4 separate regions of the Mus musculus genome follow, and all the other regions are linked to region 2. A link is a contact called in public HiChIP or PLAC-seq, capture Hi-C and promoter capture Hi-C data. All regions are on one chromosome and are shown on one strand. Each heading gives the region's core, a stretch centred on a gene start, on an enhancer-like site or on the middle of the called end of the contact. The rest is flanking DNA. Distances are from core to core; before and after follow the strand shown.

Evidence for each region. Promoter capture Hi-C pulls out the DNA fragments that hold promoters and counts their contacts. HiChIP or PLAC-seq counts read pairs in DNA pulled down with a chosen protein or histone mark. Capture Hi-C pulls out chosen DNA fragments and counts their contacts.
Region 1: a capture Hi-C map of embryonic stem cells shows a contact between it and region 2, with 4 times the contacts expected there. The contact joins the promoter of Rnf38 here to the promoter of Grhpr in region 2. A contact is called at or near these places in 3 of 115 datasets of contacts at active chromatin or transcription factors (astrocytes, craniofacial prominence and embryonic stem cells) and 2 of 9 other capture datasets (embryonic stem cells and liver).
Region 3: a contact with region 2 is called in a promoter capture Hi-C map of trophoblast stem cells, with 3 times the contacts expected there. The contact joins the enhancer-like site here to the promoter of Grhpr in region 2. A contact is called at or near these places in 6 of 39 promoter capture datasets (the C10 cell line, the HPC-7 cell line, embryonic stem cells and 2 more), 1 of 115 datasets of contacts at active chromatin or transcription factors (embryonic stem cells) and 1 of 9 other capture datasets (embryonic stem cells).
Region 4: an H3K4me3 HiChIP or PLAC-seq map of pro-B cells shows a contact between it and region 2, with 9 times the contacts expected there. The contact joins the promoter of Melk here to the promoter of Grhpr in region 2. A contact is called at or near these places in 9 of 39 promoter capture datasets (the 3T3-L1 cell line, 3T3-L1-derived adipocytes, the HPC-7 cell line and 5 more), 1 of 484 Hi-C or Micro-C datasets (B cells), 3 of 115 datasets of contacts at active chromatin or transcription factors (astrocytes, bone marrow-derived macrophages and pro-B cells) and 1 of 9 other capture datasets (pancreatic islet).

What each region holds. Positions count from the first base shown.
Region 1 is chr4:44,232,022-44,236,837 of GRCm38.p6, reverse strand. Rnf38 (ring finger protein 38) reads left to right here and starts at 2,933. Exons shown (of 12, transcript NM_001379580.1): 1 at 2,933-3,295. The coding sequence starts at 3,031.
Region 2 is chr4:44,978,005-44,982,835 of GRCm38.p6, reverse strand. It overlaps Grhpr (glyoxylate reductase/hydroxypyruvate reductase), which reads right to left and starts at 1,442. Exons shown (of 9, transcript NM_080289.2): 1 at 1,302-1,442. The coding sequence starts at 1,384. It overlaps Gm12679 (a long non-coding RNA gene), which reads left to right and starts at 4,231. Exons shown (of 2, transcript XR_003955389.1): 1 at 4,231-4,590.
Region 3 is chr4:45,581,720-45,586,649 of GRCm38.p6, reverse strand. No RefSeq gene overlaps it. Among named protein-coding and RNA genes, the nearest start is that of Gm22055, 35 kb to the right of the region's middle. Within about 2 kb of position 1,254, at least 61 of the 459 cell types and tissues checked have an H3K27ac peak or open chromatin away from gene starts, as enhancers often do. A contact at or near this core is called in liver and trophoblast stem cells, where this site is marked.
Region 4 is chr4:44,299,212-44,304,043 of GRCm38.p6, reverse strand. Melk (maternal embryonic leucine zipper kinase) reads right to left here and starts at 3,127. Exons shown (of 18, transcript NM_010790.2): 1 at 2,972-3,127; 2 at 378-473. The coding sequence starts at 435.

The DNA.
Region 1 (4,816 bases), core at 1,684-4,183, 750 kb after region 2:
ATTATTACATTTAAGTGTTTGTGTGGGTGGGTAGGTTGGGGGGTGGCGTGAGTGCACGCTATGAAGGCTGTGTGGAAGTCAGAGGACAACTTGCTGGAGCCAATTCTGTCCTTTCACATGGGTCCTCGGAGAATGGTGCTTTGGGTGTGGGGTTTGTCATCTCCACAGCCTATGGGGTTTATGTTGTAAAACGTTTCGCACGTGAGAGGAGCATGTAGTACTTGTCTCAACATGATGTCTTCCAGATCCACTTCTTTAGCTGCACATGGTGAGCTTCTGTTGTTCTTTACAGATGAATAATGCTGCACTGTGTACATATCCAGCATTTCAACTCCCCAGTTTGGGGGTTGGGGGTTTAGCTAGGTGGTAGAGAGCTAGCATAGCAAACGCAAGGTCATGGGTTCAGTCCTCAGCGCTGAAAAATAAAACAAAAATAAACAAACAAACAAAAAACCCCAAAATAACCAAAAGATCAACTTCCCAGTTTGATCTCCTCACAATCTTTTCTTCCTTCTGACCTCTGCAGCACCTCCTTAGTGATCAACCCTATTGATCTCTTACACCTGCGGGTTTTCTACACCCATAGATTTAGTCTCTCTCACTAATCACCAATGGAGAATGGCCAGTGGGCCACAGCAGGCAGGAGGGCCCAGGCTTTCATGATGTCTTAGGGGGTGTGGCGATGACTCAGGGCTTTTGGGCCCTCTCTCATTTCTTCCTGGTCTCAAGGCATCCTTTGATGGGTTCTTTGGGCTGACTAGACTACACTGCTAGTCTGTTCTTTCTCTTTAGGGTGGTCACTTAAGACATTTGCTCTAGCTTGGAGCTGTAAGAGATGACTCTGGGGTGTTGACTGTGGGGATAAAAAGAGACTAACCTGGCTGGGTGGTGGTGGCTCACGCCTTTAAGTCACAGCACTCAGGATACAGAGGCAGACAGATGAGTTCAAGGCCAGCCTGGTCTACAGCCTGAGTTCCAGGTCAGCCAGGGCTACACAGAGGAAACCCTGTTTTGAAAAACAAACAAAACAACAATAACAACAAAAACAGGGTAAACAATGCTCAAGATGGCTGCGATTCATGAAAGGGACGATGCCTCTGGACAGTAGTTTACAGATGTTCTTCAGTGGCCTTATTAGGATGGAGGCCCTGGCCTGAAAATACATTATCTGACTCTCCTGTGACAAGAAACTCAGGGATGAAATGCAGGAAAATTTAGGTCCTTTGGTCAAAGATAATCTCACTGTGTTTCAGTACAGCTTCCCCGAGCTGTCCTTCTTGGTGAACTACTCATCCTTAAGATCTTTTTTATTTTATTTTATTTTATTTTGGTTTTTCGAGACAGGGTTTCTCTGTATAGCCCTGGCTGTCCTGGAGCTCATTTTGTAGACCAGGCTGGCCTCGAACTCAGAAATCCGCCTGCCTCTGCCTCCTGAGTGCTGGGATTAAAGGCGTGTGCCACCACGTCCGGCTCTTAAGATCTTTAAAAGGTTTGTTGTTGTTGTGTGTGTGTGTGTGTGGTTTTTTTTTGTTTTGTTTTGTTTTTGTTTTTTGAGATAGGTTCTGTGTAGCTCAGAAATTTGACTACAAATATCTCAAGTGACCAAGAATGATCTTCTCTGATGCAATTATCATCCATAACTTCTAAGACTCTCTGACCTCCAAGGAGATTGCAAGCTCTCTGAAGGCCTGGACAATATCGTTATTATCGTCGTAGCTTCATTTCTGAGCACCGCTAATGACCGGATAGATGAAAGACAATGCATCATCTAGTGTCAACTGCGGACTTGGAAATGTCTGTTGCCAAAGATCGTCTGCTTTGCCCTCCCAGTCTTTCTTTGCATGGTGCAGGGAAAAAGCTGAGGCTAATTTTTATTAAAACAATCTAGCCAGCAGCTTAGCTGCACCCTTACCCACATGCCTGTACTTAGAGACTCTACTCAGCACATGGTTGGGTTTATTTTGCTCTTCCATGGATAACGCCGAGAGCCAGAGAATGATGGGAAGATAATCGGTTCAGCCGCCAACATCGCATTTGAGAAAAGAGGGCAGACCGGGGGGAGGGGGAATGATGGTGTTTTGAATCCTCAGAAATCTTCCCCAAATAATAGGAAAGCCTTCAGTACAGCTCCGAATGTTTCCTCACTTCGAAGCCTCTTCCTCTTCTGAGATTAGGCCCAGTTGCCTGGACGGCTTCCTGTCAGGGCTTTCCCGACAAGGGTATTTAAAGTGAGAAAGAGGAAGAGAAAGTCGGAGACAGGGGCGAGGACCACCGCTGAGTCGGACTGGCTTCTGCTGGGAATTCAAGATGGGTCTCCAGGACTCAGGGAAGGGCGCTCGTTCATCTCCAACTCTTGCGTCTCCGCCTCTGCGGTTCTCTAGGGCTCCGCGGAGACTGATCTATCACCAATCAGCCTCAGAAGCGAAGAGAGAGTTTCTTTCCTAAGTGTCTCAAAAGCACAAACTTTGAGGAGACAACCGGGAGGGAGGACCGACGTGCAGGGGGCAGAGGCAGGAAGCAAGCAGGCAGGCAGGCGCAGGGAAGGCAGAGGAACGCCCGGCAGGCTGAGGCTAACCGGGGCGGACCGGGGTACACTCCCCAGCGCAGACACCGCCCGAGGCAGCAGAGCGGCAGGGCCTGCGCAGCGGTCGGCCTGGCCTCCGAGGCCCGCGGCCGCGCCCCGGAGGCGGGCCGGGGGCGGGGCAGCACCGGGCTGGGGCGCAGATGCCGAGAGCTTTGGCCCGGGCCTCCCCGCTTGGGCGGGCCGCGGCTGCTGAGGATCCCCCTAGACGCCGCCCGGGAGCCACGGCCCGGAGCCCAGCGCTCATTGGCGGCGCGGCGCGGTCTCCCCGCCCCCCGGCGTCCCCGCCCCCTCCGCCGCCGCCGCCGCCGCGGCTCGGCTCCGCCTCCTGGCCCGCCGGGAGCCGCCTCCGTCGCCGCCACAGCCTCCTTCGCCGCCGGTCCGGGCCCAGCCAGCGCCCGCCGCGCCGGAGTCGAGTCGCAGTCCGAGCCGCTGCCCGCGGCCCCGCCATGAGCGGAAGCGCCGCCGCCGCGGTCGCGGTCGCCGCCGCCGCCGCCGCCTCAGCCGCCGCCGCCGCGCACTTCCAGCCTCGGTCGTCGTCTCCCAGGCCGGGGCCCGCCGAGCTCGGGCCCCCCCGCCGCCCGCGCCCCCCGCCGCCCCCGCCGCCGCCCCGGCCCGAGCCCATCACCGCCGGCCGCCTTAGCCCTCCGGGCCACGGGCCTCTTCGGAGCGGGGCGCAGGGTGTCGGTGCCTGCGGCAGAGCGCCCGGAGCAGGTACGGGGTCTGCCGGCGAGGCGGGGCGGGGCGGGGCGGGCTGTGCGGGGAGGGGTGAGGGTCAGTCCGGGGCAAGGGGTCCCGCGGAGAGGGAGGAGCCTTGCCCGCCACAGCTTTGTCCAGCCCGGGAGACCCCGGGAGCCCTGCTCCTCCGCCGGGCAGAGCGCCTCACAAAGCGTTTTCGCACCCGCTGGGCAGCCCCTTCCTGCGGGGTGGGCAGGGCAGGACCTCGTGAGGAATCGGCTCTGCCGGGGAGGAAACTGAGGCTTACCGGGGGAAGTGACTTGCCCAAGGTCACAAAGCCAGCTAGAGTCGTGTCTTGGCTGAGAACCAGGGCCACCCTGGAGCTGGCGCGGGCCGTCAGCCGAGGGGGCTGGGAGGAGGAGGCAGAGTCCCCAGCCCCTGAGTCTGGAGTGGTAGGAAGAAGGGGGTTGGGGCCTGCGCCCTGGCACACCCACCAGGGTAGCTAACCTATGCTAAGCTGACCAGGACAGGTAGGAAGGAGAAACAGGAGCTGCCTCGGGAGCTTAGTGCCCTGGGGAGCCGATTTTGGGAGCTGGAGCGAGCAGGACTCCTGCCGGGGGCGGGGAGGGGGATGTGCTCCGAGAGGGTTTTATTGAGGTAGTGGAGTAGAGCTTTGGAAACTTGACTCGGGGACCGTTTGGCCCTCTCCAGGTCAGCCTTCTCACTACTGCATAGGCTAAGCCAGCCCAGCGGGAATGAAAGGGAAGGAGGCCTGTTTATACAGTGTCTTTTTCCAGGAAATTGCCCGAGTTTTGTTTATGCCCGGAACAGAAATACATAACTGGTCCTGGTAAAAGCATGCATGCGACAGAAGGCCATCCGAGCCTTTTCTAGATGGTCTGGACTTAACACACTTGGAGAATTCTCTGAGGAAGAGCAGCTGTCCTAGAAGGGGGAAGGAAGTTGGGAGGGTTAGGACAACTCACCCTCCTGCCTGCTTTACAATTCAGGAGGAATCCATTCTTACTTGGGGTGATTAGGCGAGTTGCTTTTACTCTGCGTGCATCTTAGAAAAGGCGAGGGGATAATAATTATTTCCAGAGGAGAAAGCAATGGAAGGATAGCAGGCAATGAGGAAAGATCAGTAGAAGCTGTGGAATGGGGAAAAAGAGAGGGTATGTAGTTATTGTGGGGGAAGGGAGATAAAGGGATTGCTGAAGGGGAGGGAGGAGAGCAGATAGCTTAGAGAAAAAGACTGGGATGCTTCCAAAAGGCAAGCAAAGCAAATAGGGTAAGTTTGAAGTGAGCCTCTTCAAGCTGAGCGCTGTCTACAATATAGAGTTTTCCTATGGGTCTGACATAATTTTGTGTGTGGTTTTTTTTTTTTTTTTTTTTTTTGGTTTTGTTTTGGTAAGGACAGTTGTAATATGTTATAGACTCATGCTGCCCTTAACTTCACCTACTTTCTTCATTCTCATCCCTAAGGATACAGACCCTAGAGTGCCTAAGGTATTGTCTTGAAAGTAAGGCTTGACAAAAGAAGGAAGAGAAAGACTA
Region 2 (4,831 bases), core at 193-2,692:
GAGGTCCTACAGCATGCACAGCTAGCAAACATGGCCTTCCACCTGCTATGGCCTTAGGCTAGCCTTTGTTAAGGTCATTCGTGGGGAGCCTCAGAACTGTCTGGAGTGTAGTTGAGGAGGGGGTGAAGTGCTGCCAAAGTGGGGAACACTGACAAGAGCTGAAGGCTCCTCTGGTCACGGGAGCACTTGAGTGTGCTTCCTTAGTAGCCTCAAATGTGAGGTGCTCCTCCAAACCCTTCCGTTGCACTCAGAGCAGTCCAGGTGTGTGCACACAGGAGACACTGGACAGTGGCTGGCAGGTCCCCAGGTCCATCTGTCTCTGCTCCTCAGCACCAAAAGTACCAACAAAACAAGTCCTTGGGAAAAACTGTACTGTGCTAGAAAAAATTTCGAAACAAGTCACAGTCCCCAAACCATCAGAATTTAATCCCAGCATTCAAAACGCAGAGGCAGACGGATCTCTATAAGTTCAAGGGCAGCCTGATCTACAAAGCCAGTTCCCGGACAGGCAGGGCTGCTACACAGAGAAATCCTGTCTTGAAAAAAAAAAATCAGGAAACAAACAAACAAAAACTGACTGCCGAGCACTCTCACCTCCTCCCAAACTGGCATGGTAACACAAAGCCGGCAGGACAAAGTGACCCGCCTGCAGCGGATGAGGACTAAGCATAAGGGCCAGGCCTGCCACCTGGAGCTGAGTGACCCCAGGGCAAGGTACAACAAGCCCATCCAGACTGTTTTCAAGTGATGCAGAAATTCTAAAGCTGACTTCACAGTCTGTGTTCACAGCTCCTGGCAAGGCTACCCACTAAACAAGGTTCAATAGGAAGAGAACAGTCATCAAATGGCCCCATCGAGTATCCAAGGAGGCAAGCCAATGACTGTCATAGTCCCTGAACACTACTTCTGCCTGCCAGCTAACCCTCAGTGGGTAAAATTCACAGCCTGCACCTTGCCCCATAGGCAATCTCACTTCACTGAAACATGGAGACCAATAGCCTGGGGCCCGGAGCAAGCTGCCTCCCGGAGAACTACGGCCCCAAACTCCAAGCCAGCCCCTTGGGGACACAGCTGGCAACACCTGAGCAAAGTCCCCATGCGCCAGAGCCACCCTCTCGGGTCCTGGCTCCGCTTCGCCTGCCTGCCAGGCACCCGGCTCTTGAGAGGTGGCCCCCAGCCCTGGGACAGCTCTGGAAGCCCTAGCGGCGTGTCTCCATGGGTGCAGGGGTGTTTGAGGTTAGGTGGACAGGACAGCGTGCCAGGGGCACGGCTGCAGCCCCCGTACCGACGCGGGCGCTTACTCTGCGGCCTGGGCGAGCGCAGCCCTGCCCTCGGCAGGCAACGGGCCAGTGACGAACACCTTCATGAGTCGCGCCGGTTTCATAAGACCCGCAGCAGCAAACACGTACCAGGCTGGCCTTGCAGGAGACGACGGAAGTGTGGGCGGGGCCGGCGTTAGGGGCGGGGCCGGCGCTGGGGGCGGGGCCGAGCCCGGGACCTCTATGGTCTGGTATAGCTGTGGCTGTAGCTTTGGAGACCAAGTGTCCCGGATAGAGGCTCTGTGTTAGTGTGGGTTGAGTGTAGGACTTGGAGAGCCTTCTTTGGTGTGTGTGCTTTCAAGAGTAACATGGCCTCGAGACTGTCAAACACCACTAGGAGCCTGGAGTGAGGGGCATTATGAGGAGGGACCTGTGAGAGAGACCTCTCTGACTATGCTGTCGGTATTGGCAAAGGAGAAAGCCCTGTGAGGCCTATCTTAGCCAAACTATCCCAGAGGCTTCTGGTTAAACACACGGAATTCTAAGCCGAGCCTGACCTGCATGCTGAGGGAGGAGACTGAGGGAGAGGGTCTGAGTCCAGACATTATAGCTTTAATACTTAGAATGATTCCTTACTGGGACTTTACAATTGTGATGATATTTTAGCCCATCACGGGCCACCCAGGCGAGCTAGACACAAGTGCTAACTGTCTGGAAGCAGTTCCTGAGCAAGCAGGGACCAGGTATGCTGAGCCACGGGTAGATCCAGGGTTTGCAGGTAGATGGGACTGAGTCTGGATCTTGGCTTTAACCCTTTCCAGTTGTTTGACCTTTAACCCTAATCTGCATTCCCACCCCTGTTTCTTCAGGCACATCGTGAGGTTAGCATTTCCTTTGAAGGTTGTTTTCACTACTGAACAGGGGTGCTTAGCCTGAGGGTGGCAGAGCTCAAGCTGCAATGCCCAGATGCCTGGGGCTAAATGCCCGATTCACCACCGTGAGCAATTATTAAACGTTGTGTGCCTCCATGTCTTCCTTATCTGTCCCATGGGGATTGTAGTAATGCTTGCCTTGGCTTGTTGAGAGATGAAGTATGTACTGTGCTTATAATAGAGACTAAGGCAGGCATGGCGATTATGCTTATAATCCGGCATTCAAGAGGTAGAGGCAGGACTGTTCAAGGCCAGCCCAGACTTTACGGCAAATGATGCAGATCCTGAAGGCGGTTTAGGACTAGCTCAGGGCCCCAGGCCTGTCCTTCAGCTCTGCAACCTCACTTCAGTCCAAGGGCTGCTCAGTGACTTGGTCTCTGGTCTGGAAGGGCGCCAAGGACAACACAGTGTACTCTTCACTGATTTTATGGGGACCCATGAGGACTCTAGTACAACACACACGCAGTGTTGACAGATGTCAACTGGGCCATTTGGGATGTTTATTTATTTATTTATTTATTTATTTGAAACACATAGTCCCCACCAGCCTCCAGCTAGCAGGAGATGGCCTTGAACTTGCCGGAATTACATGTACCTAGCACACTTCCTGTTCCTATCTGGGTCCAGGCCAAGGCTTTGCACAACCCTTCCCGTCCTAAGTAATACATTAATGTCTCCCCTACTGACCCGTTTGCTAGGTCACTGAGGGGAAAGGAAAGGTCCTGAAATTTGTCAAACATTGACACAAGGTGTTTTCGTGTCCCCAGGCCAGGCCTGCTGGGCTCGGCTCAGCTCTCTCCACATACCCAGGACAGGCAAGGACAGTAGGGCACTGGACACACATGTCAACAGGGGCCGTGTGGGTCGCTCCCTCAAGGCAAATCGTCAGCTGACATTCAGAGGGTACTATAGGTTGGAAAGAATGTGAAAAGAGACCACAGAGCCAGCCAAAGGGCCTACAGCCTGCCCTCCACTTCAGAGGCTGAAGCCAAAGAACACCGGGCATTGACAATGTTTATGGAGGCCTTAGTAAGCTCAGAAGACTGCCGTACCAAACACTTTTCCTGGGAACTCCCCAGTGGCCACGTTTCCCCAATCTACAGACACTGAGGATGAGAGTGGGACAAAAAGCTGCTCAAAGTCACACAGCCGCTAAGAGGCAGTGCTTTCACCACCCAGAACATGTTGTAGGAGGTGGGTACAGGGCACCAGAGAAGAACAGCTTTTGGCACCGGCTTGGGAGAACTTCCAGAGGGGCAGCACCGTGATTAGAAGTGGGCACCAGGAGAGGACGGGGAATGACAGGCGCCTGGGTATGTGGGCTGACAGAAGAGACCCCGAAGCTCAGTGTATGGTGGGTTGAAGCTGAGGAGCCTCATCCAGGAAATTGTCACAGTGGAAGACTCTGTCTCTGTCCCTGGACATCAGTTTGAATACAATTTCTCTTTCTCACAATACCCAAGCTGCCTCAAAATGGCTTTCAAAATGGTCTGCCACCGGACCTTCATTTTACATCCTGATTAGCTGAAGTCCCTAAACTTTTTCTGGCAGCTATGTCAGCTGTTTGCCTCCAGCTTCTGGTCAGCCAGTATGGCCTCTATAGTCGCTTCAACCCTTTTCTAGCCACCTGTAACCTGCCCAGATAATTTTGTGTAATGTATTAATATTAGAAAGACCAGGCTACCCAGTGTGGTGATGAATATTTGGAAGCTCAACTCAGAAGGCTGAGGCAGAATTGTCATGAGTTTGAGGCTAGCCTGGGCTACAGAGTGAGTTTGTGGCCAGCCTGAGACACAAGGTGGGACCCTGCCTCAAGAAAGAAAGAAGGGAGTTGGCAAGCTGGCTCAGCGGGTAAGCGCACTGACTGCTCTTCCCAAGGTCCTGAGTTCAAATCCCAGCAACCAAATGGTGGCTTACAACCACCCTTAATGAGATCTGACACCCTCTTCTGGTGCATCTGAAGACAGCTACAGTGTACCCATTAATAATAACAAATAAATCTTTAAAAAGAAGAAAAAGGAAAGATTAGACTAAAAGAATTTATCATCATCAGTGGCCAACTATTCAGCAAAATGGGGGATAATTGGCAACATGAAGTCAATAAAACTGACACAGCTTATAACTTTGTTGTTAATCAGTAAATTCGGACAAAGCCATGGCTCTATGCTTCTTCTCTAACATCCTGGAAGTGCTCCATCCATTTAGACCATGTTGTATCCATGGTTCAACATGGGACCTTTCCCAAACGGCTATCAAGTTACTCAACAGCAGCAAAGGTTGTGTAAACACAAAACGAATGTCTACGATGAAAATGACCCATGGTACAGGGGCATGGAGAAAGCAGCATTCCTCCACAACCTTCCGCCAATCTCCCTCATACCTGTGGTCTCTTCTCAGAGGTGGGCACTACTCCTAGTTTCTTCTAAAGTTTTTTTGAAGTGTTCATGTCAGGCAGTGGTGGCACATGTATTTAATTCCAGCACTTGGGAGGCAGGATCAGGCGGATCTCTGTGAGTTCAAGGCCAGCCTGGTCTACAGAGTGAGTTCCAGGATAGCCAGGGCTATGCAGAGAAACCCTGTCTCAAAAATACCACCAGCACCACCAACAACAACAACAACAACAAGATAGATAGATAGATA
Region 3 (4,930 bases), core at 5-2,504, 600 kb before region 2:
ATTGAGACCTACTGATCTCACCACTAACCAGCTCTGGCATATTAGGATGGGAAGGACCCAGATGCTCAGACTGCCTAGGCCAACCACTAGGAACCTGTCTGTGGGCACCATCCACCTCTTGCTTTTGTGGGCACCGACTGGGACTTCCCCAAGGTGCCTGTGCCAGCAGGTGTCTCAGCTTTTGCTGATTAAGATCTTGCACTAATCCCTGCTTCCTGCTGCTCCTTTGTGTAAACTCTGAGTGTGCTCTGGGCTTGGCAGCACTTGTGAGCCCTTCAGGAAAACTGTGGTGCTAGGTGGGATGGGACCTTTCACATGTCCCCATTAGAGAGAGAGAGAGACAAAAGCCAGAAGCCCAGAGCCAGGCATCCCTTAGACAATAACTGTGTACGGAATGGTGCCCTGCACAAGCACCTGCTGCAGTCACACCCTGTGTGCCTTCTTCACAGTAAGGAAAGGAAAATGAACGAGTCTTCCTAAGGGAACACAGATGATTCTGCTTCAGGGTAGAACTGAAAAGACTTTTCTTTGAATCAGAAGATCAAGGAAGGCTTCTGAGAAAGTCACTGTGGATCTGAAGCCCAGTGAGCCAGCAGAATTTCACTGCGTGAAGAAGTGAGAAAAGGGGGGGGGGATGGACATCAGGGACAGAAGGAGCAAGAGAATCCGGGGAGCTCTCTACAGTAGCAGCTGAGGAGAGCAAAGGGAGTGGGGAAGCCACAGAGACAAGATTTCCCCGTCTGGAAAGCTCCCTAGTGGGTGGCACGCTCAGATACAGACTTCAGAAAGCTCCCACAGGAGAGCAAAATCCAGCATTTGAGAGGCTGAGGCAGAAGACTCTACCATTCAAGGTCATCCTGGTTTTGTTTTCTGAGAAATGATTTCACAGGTTAACCAGTGAGTGTAAGGGCCTGAAATGGAACAGTGGGAGACCAAAGGTGGAAACTCGCTGAGAAAAACCCAGCTTAGAAGCCAGGCCAGTATCTGAATTCATTTGTGCAATGATTAACACACCCTAGGCTGTAAGGTGAGGGCAACAGGCCTGCGAAGTGAGTCAGAGGCAGGAAGTGAGGGCTGAGCAGAACCTGGCAAAGGAGATGCTCACCTCAGAAAACAAGACTGTCAAGTAGGAAAAGGTGGAAAGAGAAGAATGTCTCAGAATTTCTGTGAAGGAGCCTGTGTTGGAACACACCACACACGGCAGGGCAGTGCGGTCACCTTACAGCGGTGCTGGCAGGGACCTTTGGGACTGCTGGTTTCCTCCTACCTACTGTATGAGTGGGGAAATAGAGATCAAAGAACAAGAGGGCTGCCTGGGTCCCCTGGAAAGCCCGGGAAAGAATCCAGAGCTCTGGCCTCAAAATCCTACTGTTGATCCCCGACTTTACATATTCCCAGGATAGTGTATAACTCCGTCTGGTCAGGAAAGATACAGAGCCACAGGGACTACAGGGAGAGACCCAGAATTCTAGCTTCTATGAAAGCCTAACTCAGAAGGCAGGAATTGTAGAGAGGCAGCGTCAGACTTGTGGTCCATGCAGAACTCAGGAGGATGGAGCTGAGGCAGAGTGGCTACAAAGCTGGAGGGAGAAAGATTTCAAAAGAAAAGCTAGCAAGAACAAACAAACGATGGTCCAGATGGAAGAGAAGAATAATTTGAGTATTGAAGGCTCTGTGGTAGGGCTAGGGGTGTGGCTCAGTGGGTAGGGTGCCTACCTAACATGTGTGAGGCTCTGAGTTCCCTCCCCAAGTACTACATGACCCAAGTATGGTAGCATATGTCTATAATCTGAGCATTAGGGAAGTGGAGGCAGGAGGAACAGGAATTCAAGGTCCAACAGGATTGAATGAGACCCTGTCTCAAAAGAATGAGAGACACAAAGACAGATAGTGGCACAGAGACAGACAGAGAGACAGAGGGAGAGGGGCTCAGGTGATAGTGAACCCATGGGAAGTAGTATTGATAGTTAACAGGTCTGATGGGAGATGGTGTCAAAACAAGAGGCTGCAGGGCTAGAGGAAGCAGAAGACAGAAAGATCCAGCCTATGTTGACGATCTGAGCTTGACTGGGAAACAACAGCTAGTACTTATGCTTGTCACTTCATCCTCCATCACTGGCACAGAGTTCGTTGCTTCATTGGAAATGCACAGATCCTCTGAAAAGATAGGCATCGTGATCCTCCTGATCCTGGCTGCGCAGATCAGCCAGCTGAGTAACAGAGCTGTCAGTACATTTGCCCAAGGCTCCCCAGCTTGTAAATGTCGGATCTAGATTGCAACTCTGCAATTCAGCGATGCCAGTCTTGTTATTGCACTCCAAGGAAAGGAAAGGGATGGGGGTGGGGGAATCACAGAAGAAACATAGACGTCAAGGTGGGAGGGCAGGGGAGGATGAGGGAGGGAGGGAGGGAGGGGGAGGGGGAGGGAGAGGCTGGGATGGTCAGCAAGATGACAAGCTCAAAGCACACTGAGGGAGGTGGGAGGAGCCTTCATTACAAAGTTGCCAAAGTCTCAAACCAAGCAGGAAGTCAGTCTGGAAGCAGGAAGTCAATCTGGAAGCCAGTCTACAGTGGGTTGTGTGAAAGATCACAGCAAACATAGAGGCATCTTGGGTAACAAGAAATTCTTGAGTTTGTGAGGACTCAGACTGCCAGAACACACAGTCCGGAAGCAGGTCCGGCACCCATTGAAGTGGAAAGAGGGCAGTAAAACCTCTGAGAGCATGTGTAGACATTTTGTTGCTGTGTCATAACACCTGAGAAACAACCTAACAGAAGCAGCATTCATTTGGCTCACAGTTTCCAAGCTTTCAGCCCATCCTGGCAGGGGAAGCATCCAAGAGACAGCAGACCACACTCCACTGTCACTGTCACAGCAGGAAAGTCACAACCCACACCTAGGAGGCAGAGAGAGAGAGAGAGAGCTGCTCCCCCCTTCCTTCTGTCTGAGTCCCCCAGCCTAGCGGGTGGTACAGTGCTCACTCAGGGTGTGTCTTCCTCTCTTATTTGACCATCTACAGAAACATCTTCTTTGCTCATCTCAAAGCACCTCAGTCCAATCAAGTGGACACTCCAGATTTATGATCATAGGGCAAATCAAGAGGCTTGCCCTGGCACAGAAGAAGGATGGGCATGCAAGCTTGGTCAGATGTAAGAATGCTTCCACTCCGAAGTCAAGCCTAGTAAGAAAGATATAGGGTAAGGAATGGCTTTGTAAATCTTATAAGGGTCTAAGCTCAGCATATTTAAGGAACTTTAATGTCAACTATTTTTTAAATAAACCCTCTTTTCAGCATCTACAGCCCATGTAGGCCTGCAGGGAACAGGACTTGCAACTGGCAAACGTATCTAGAAGGCTGTGGGGCAAGGCTGCTTTGCTGCCTATAGCAGGTCTCCAGAATGAAAGAGGGCAGGTTGTTTATGCCTGAGATGAAACCAAACTCAGCTTGAGAAAGAGAGAGGTGAACAAAACAACAACAACAACAAACCCACACATATGGTGACTCTTGGTGGACAACAGAACAAAGCTAAAGTATAGGGGAAAGGTTACCAGGACCCGTGGGAACTGTCAAGGTCCACAGCAACCACCATAGCAACCTCCTGAGAAGGCTGTTAAACAGGACCCCAGATATACCACACCCCTCAGGGACTTAAACTAAGGAAAATCAATATATACACGTGAATGTGAATCTAAAACAAAAGACTAAATAACCTAATTACAAAGTGGGCAAGGAATTTGGAAAAAAAACATTTGTCAAAAGAAGCTATGTAAATGACCAACAAACACATGCGAGATTACCTAATGTTATTAGTCACTGGGAAAATGCAGACCAAACTCACAATGAAATATTACTTCACTCCAGGAGGCTATAATAAGAAAAGCAACAACAACAACAATGAATGCAGTTGAGGGTGGGGAGGCGGAAGCCGTCTGCACTGCTAGGGAGAGTGTAAAACGGGGTAGCCACTTTGCAAGACAGTTTGGCAGCTTTGCAACAAGTTAAAAATAGAATTACCATATAGTCCAAATATTTCACTCATAGGCACATACCCAAGAGGGGTAAAAAAGAACACATTTGCTCAAATAAAACTTTTACACCAGTGTTTACAGCAACACAATTTATTAGAGTCAACAGACACGGTAATCTAAACATCTGCCAACCAATGAATGAATGAGGAAAAAGTGCTGTTCCAAACAGCACAGTATCATTCATTCATAAAAGAAAGCCAGTCCTGGCATACTGACAGGGAAACCTACCAATGTCACGGTAAACGAAGCCAGTCACATATGACATCAGACTGTATGACTCCATTTATTTCATTATTTTCTGTTAACTACTTTTTTTTTTCGATTCTTTTTTAGTTTCGTATCTTGCAACCCAGTCCCCCTCCTCTCCCTGTCTCCTTAGATCTGCTCTCTGCCCTTACAACACTTCCCACAAAATAACACACACACACACACACACACACACACACACACACACACACACACACCAAAGCACAGAAAAACACCATGGAAGCTGTGTTGTGTCGCGGTGTGCCTCAATTATGTCTCTCTGTTCACACATCTTCACTTGCAAAGGTTCAGGGTCTCTGGGTTCTGTGGCCCTATCAATATTGGATCCTCACAGGGACTCCTCTTGGTCATCCTGTTGTTGCTCTGTGTCATGGAGATCCTGTAGTTTTGGATCAGCAGGACAAGCCCTTTCGTGATCCCCAACAATTCATAGATAATGTAAATTTTGGGGTGAGCCAGCTCAAAGTCCTGGATCTGGGCCTGGGTGGCAGCTGAGCTGGTCAGCCCGCTGGCTCTCTCATATCTGCACCACCAGGGCAAGCTCTCCGGTACTGCTCTGCCTAAGCCACCCAATGCTACCATCAAGTGCTGCAGCCATTGAGGGGCTGGGTCAGCTCTCCTGCTCTCACACCC
Region 4 (4,832 bases), core at 1,878-4,377, 680 kb after region 2:
AGACAGACAGACACGCGCGCGCACACACACACACACACACACACACACACTAAAATAAATTCAAACTTTTTTTTTTTTCTTCTGCGGCAAAAGCTTTATTGCTTACATCTTCAGGAGCCAGAGAGCAAGAGAGCAAGAGAGCAAGAGCTCTATTGCTTACATCTTTAGGAGCCAGAGCGCAAGAGCGCAAGAGAGCTAGAGTGCAAGAGAGCAAGAGTGCAAGAGCAAAAGCAAGAGCAAATTCAAACTTTTTAGTTATAGATAAAGAAAAAATTTAAGCCACATCAATTATACTAAAAACCTCATGACCACCCAAATAGACCATACTTTGAATTACTTTATTCGTACTCTGCCTCCAAGAAAAAGATGACAATTACCTGTCCCAATCGTTTCATATAGTTCATAGTATTTGAGGAGTTCGTCATAATCTTTCATAGTCCACCTGGAAGGTTATTCAAAATGACAACCAGAACCTGTAACACAGAAGAAATAGCACACATCTAATAAAAGGACTGTCAGAGCTCACCAGCTCCCTTTGCAAACAGGGGTAAACACAAAGCTTAGGCATGTAAATGATCATGGAAGCACTAACTAGCCATAGCAAAAAAAATCAAGCAAACAGAGCTGGGTGGAGGAGTCCCAGCACTCAGGAGGCAGAGGCAGGAGGATCTCTGAGTGCCAGGACAGCCAGGGCTACACAGAGAAACCCTGTCTCAAAAATCAAAAACAAAACAAAACAAAAATCAAAACCTGGCTTCCTGTCTCATATCATCTATACAAATCAAATTCCAATAAAGAGTTGAACTTTACCAAGGTGAGAGGACTTGCCGGTAATGCCAGTATTTGAAAGGTAGAAGCAGGAGCTCAAGGTCTTCCTACACAGCAAGTTCTTCCAGCCTGGGCTACAGGAGACTATGCCTCAAACAACAAACCCACTTGTTCAGTGGGTAAAGGCACTTGCTACCAAGCCTGAAATTGAGTTTGATCCCAGGACCCCCATGGGACCCCCATGACAGAAAGACCAACTCCCATAGCTGGCAACTAACCTCCACCCACACACACTGTAGCACACACACACACACACACACACACAGTTACAACTGCATTACCAGGCTTGGCTCATAATTAACTTCTTCACAGATTCCTCCCTACGGACTTTTAAAATGTCCAGTTCCTAGGAAAAGACTTGCACAAACACTAAATCCTTTTTTTTTTCTGACTACCCTCTTCCCTGAAATCACACCATGTCTTTGAGTATCACCACTGTAAGGCTAGATTATATCATCTTCAAATCCAGGGAAGATCATTTTTGCTACTATTACAAAAACTAGCTGGGCAGAGGTAACATCTTTAGTCCCAGCACTTGGGAGGCAGAGGCAGGTGGATCTTTGACTTCAAGGCCAGCCTGGTCTACAAAGTGAGTTCCAGGACAGCCAGGGCTACACAGAGCAACCCTGTCTCAAAGCCTCAGCCCACCCCACCCCACCTCCCCCCAAAAGAGACTAGTGATTAGATCATGTTGTAGGTATAAAGCTGGGTCTAAATAACTGTACACATCCCGTTTACCTTCTAGAAATTGGAATACAGAAAGCAAAAATATGATATCTCAGAACTCCTCTAGTTGGTGAAGAAATGGGGTATATGCAATAGAGACACTTTTCTGAAAAAAATAAGAAATTAGCTAGATATTGGGAAATTTGTGATTCTATTAGATAACTGTGGTACATGCCTTTATACCAGCACTCAGGAACAGAGGCAGGTAGGTGCATCTCTGTGAGTTAGAGGCCAGCTTGGACTATACAGTGAGTCCTCATAAAAGGCAAACTGAGGGTATTTTGCTACCAGTATGGTGTTATTTGAGCCATGCTATCACTTACTACAAAACACATTAACTTGCCTCTCGTGCTCATTGACACTGATCTGGTCATTTCAGATGAGAGTGCAGAATGGCTTACAACCTGGCCTTAGAATACAGTTGAGTGGCGGCACCCTTCTGCTCCTTTGCGGAGATTTCTGAGAGCAGCAATAGAGGCATTCATTCCCAAAAGCATTTAGGGACTAACCTGTCCATCTAGTTGGTTCATAATAGATAAAAGGGACAGAGCCACTGTTTCCACGAAGGTGTTTAAGAAGAAACAGAAGCCAAAACATGAACAAAAGTTGGGACTAAATTCTCTAGCCAACGTTTCAGACCCCTCTGAAACCCTCTCTTCCTCCTCCTCCATTAACCACAGAAATCTACCTAAGGTGAGACTAGAACACTCACTACCTCACCTTAGTGTGAGCTCCTGCCTTGGGATGAGAAGCAGGGAACTGCTCCCCTCCACACCCTTCTTGGCAGGAGCCACCTGGCTCCTCCATTTACTGCTATAGCCTCTGGGCGTCCTTACAATACGAGTCTCGGGCCACTTGCTTTAGAGGTGCAAGGTGAGGAAGGATTTGGGCTCTACAAAGGGGTTACACACATTTCTCTTTTAACTGGAATACCCCAGAAAACTGAGTTGAAAAGTGTAAGTGCCTCAAAGCCCATCTCTGAATCGCTTTTGCAGACAGTCAAAAGCACTGAAACAGAACTGGAAATTCCCATTATGGGAGCCTCCGGGGCGTCAAATGCTCTGTCAAACTTTATCAATTACCCGCTGAGCGGGGAATGGGGAGTGGGGAGCGCTCACGCCTGTATCTCCTGCGCTCAGGAAGGTAAGGCAGGAGGATCCAGAATTCAAGGACCACTTTGGCTACAAAGTGAGTTCGAGACCAGTGAGTTCAAGACGCAAGATACATCTCAGAACCCGAGACAAAAAAAAAAAAAAAAAAAAAAAAAAACTACCATCCACCATCTGTGAAAGCCAGGGTCGAAAAACCTAGACGTTCTCACAGAGAACAGTGCTGATGGGTGGAACCCCAGGGAAACTCCGTCTCCCGGCCACGCCCCACGAGGCCCAGAGTGCGGCCCGAGGACGGAAGAACTGACCTGAAGGGCAGCGGGCCCAGCAAGGACCGAACAGGACCGAACAGGACAGAAGGTGAAGCAGCCGGCTGCAGAGTCTAGCAAAGCCGGAACAAGTCGGTGGGAATTTCTGCAGGATTCAAGTTCCAGCAGCTTCCGCCCGCCAAAGGAATCAAACCTCGCGGGCCGGAAGAGGCGGGGCCCAAGGGAGCCCAGTCCCAGGGAGGTGGGGCGGGGCCGGGAGAAAACTGGGCGGAGCGATGGTGGGGCGGGGCGAGATAGGCTCAAACTTTTGATGGGATACTAAATGTGTAGGATGTCAAATGCTCAGGATCGGTGATGGTGAAGACTTTAAGATACTGACTTAAGCCTCAGTACATGGGAACGCCAGGGCCAAGAAGTGCGAGTGGGAGGGTAGGGGAGTTGTGGGGGGGGGAGGGTATGGGGACTTTTGGGATAGCATTGGAAATGTAAATGAAGAAAATACCTAATTTAAAAAAAAAAAAAAGATACTGACTGAAGACTTAAGGCCTTGCCTCCTTCTTTCTTTTTTTTTAAGAATATTTTTATTTTTTTAAAAATACCATTATTCTTCGACACTTTCATACACGTATACAATGTATGTTGATCATATCCACTTTATTCTCCCTTCTTGCTCCCCACACCACCCAAAACCCTCTCTCATCTTCACTTCCTTTTTTTTTTTTAATAGTTTGCCTTTACTAACTGCAGTGTGCATATCTCATAGGGACAAGGAAATTTTTTCCAGAAGACATTGACTTGCTAAGTTTTCATATTTTAATCCCAGCACTTTGGAGGCAGAGGCAGGCAGATTTCTGAGTTCGAGGCCAGCCTAGTCTACAGAGTGAGTTCCAGGACAGCCAGGACTACACAGAGAAACCCTGTCTCGAAAAACAAAAACAAAACAAAAAAAAAAAGTTTTCATATAATTAAGTTTTTTATGTTCTTAATTTTTCATTACATTCATTTATTCGAGTGCGTGCTTGTGGGAAGGGGGGCACGTGTCACTTCACACCTGTGGCAGTTAGAGGACAACTTTCAAGAGTTGGTTCTCTCTTGCCACCTAATGGGTCTAACTAATCAAGTCAAGCTGTCAACTTGGTACCAATTGCCATTACCCATTGACCCCTCTTTCCCCTGATCTTTTTCCCCCTTCTGGTTCATGGGAGGGCTCTCCCTGGCCTTGGCTATTCTAAGCAAGAGCTCTAACATTGTGCCACTTTTCCCTGTGCATCTCATAATTCTTACTAAAATCTGTTGCTATAAGTTATAAAACCTTAGGAACTAAATTAACTACCCATCAAGATGCTAGCAATGTGGCTCATGGGTAAAGATACTTGCCACCAGCCCTGAAAACCTAAATTCAATCCCCAGAAATCTGACTTCCTCATTTACCCCTCCCTGCAAACAAATACAGAAATGATTTTTGGAAAAAAAGAAAAAGAAAAAAGAAAGAAAGAAAAATTCAATGCGCCATAAACACCCAGTATGCCAATAGAAGTATTTTTCATCATAGCATCCCTATTATACCTAGTCATGAGCTTGGTCATTATAAAACTTACATAGGTTGCATGAGTTAAATTGTAGTGACAGCCCAAACCAGAAAAATATTAGAGCCGGGCGTGGTGGCACACACCTTTAATCCCATCGCTCAGGAGGCAGAGGCAGGCTGATTTCTGAGTTCGAGGCCGGCCTGGTCTACAAAGTGAGTTCCAGGACAGCCAGGGCTACACAGAGAAACCCTGTCTCGAAAAAAAACAAACAAACAAAAAGAAACCCTGTCTCAAAAAATATATATATTAGGAGTTACAACCATGGGGAAGAAAAAAATAAAGATGCATATGTATTTGCATCTTTATAATTA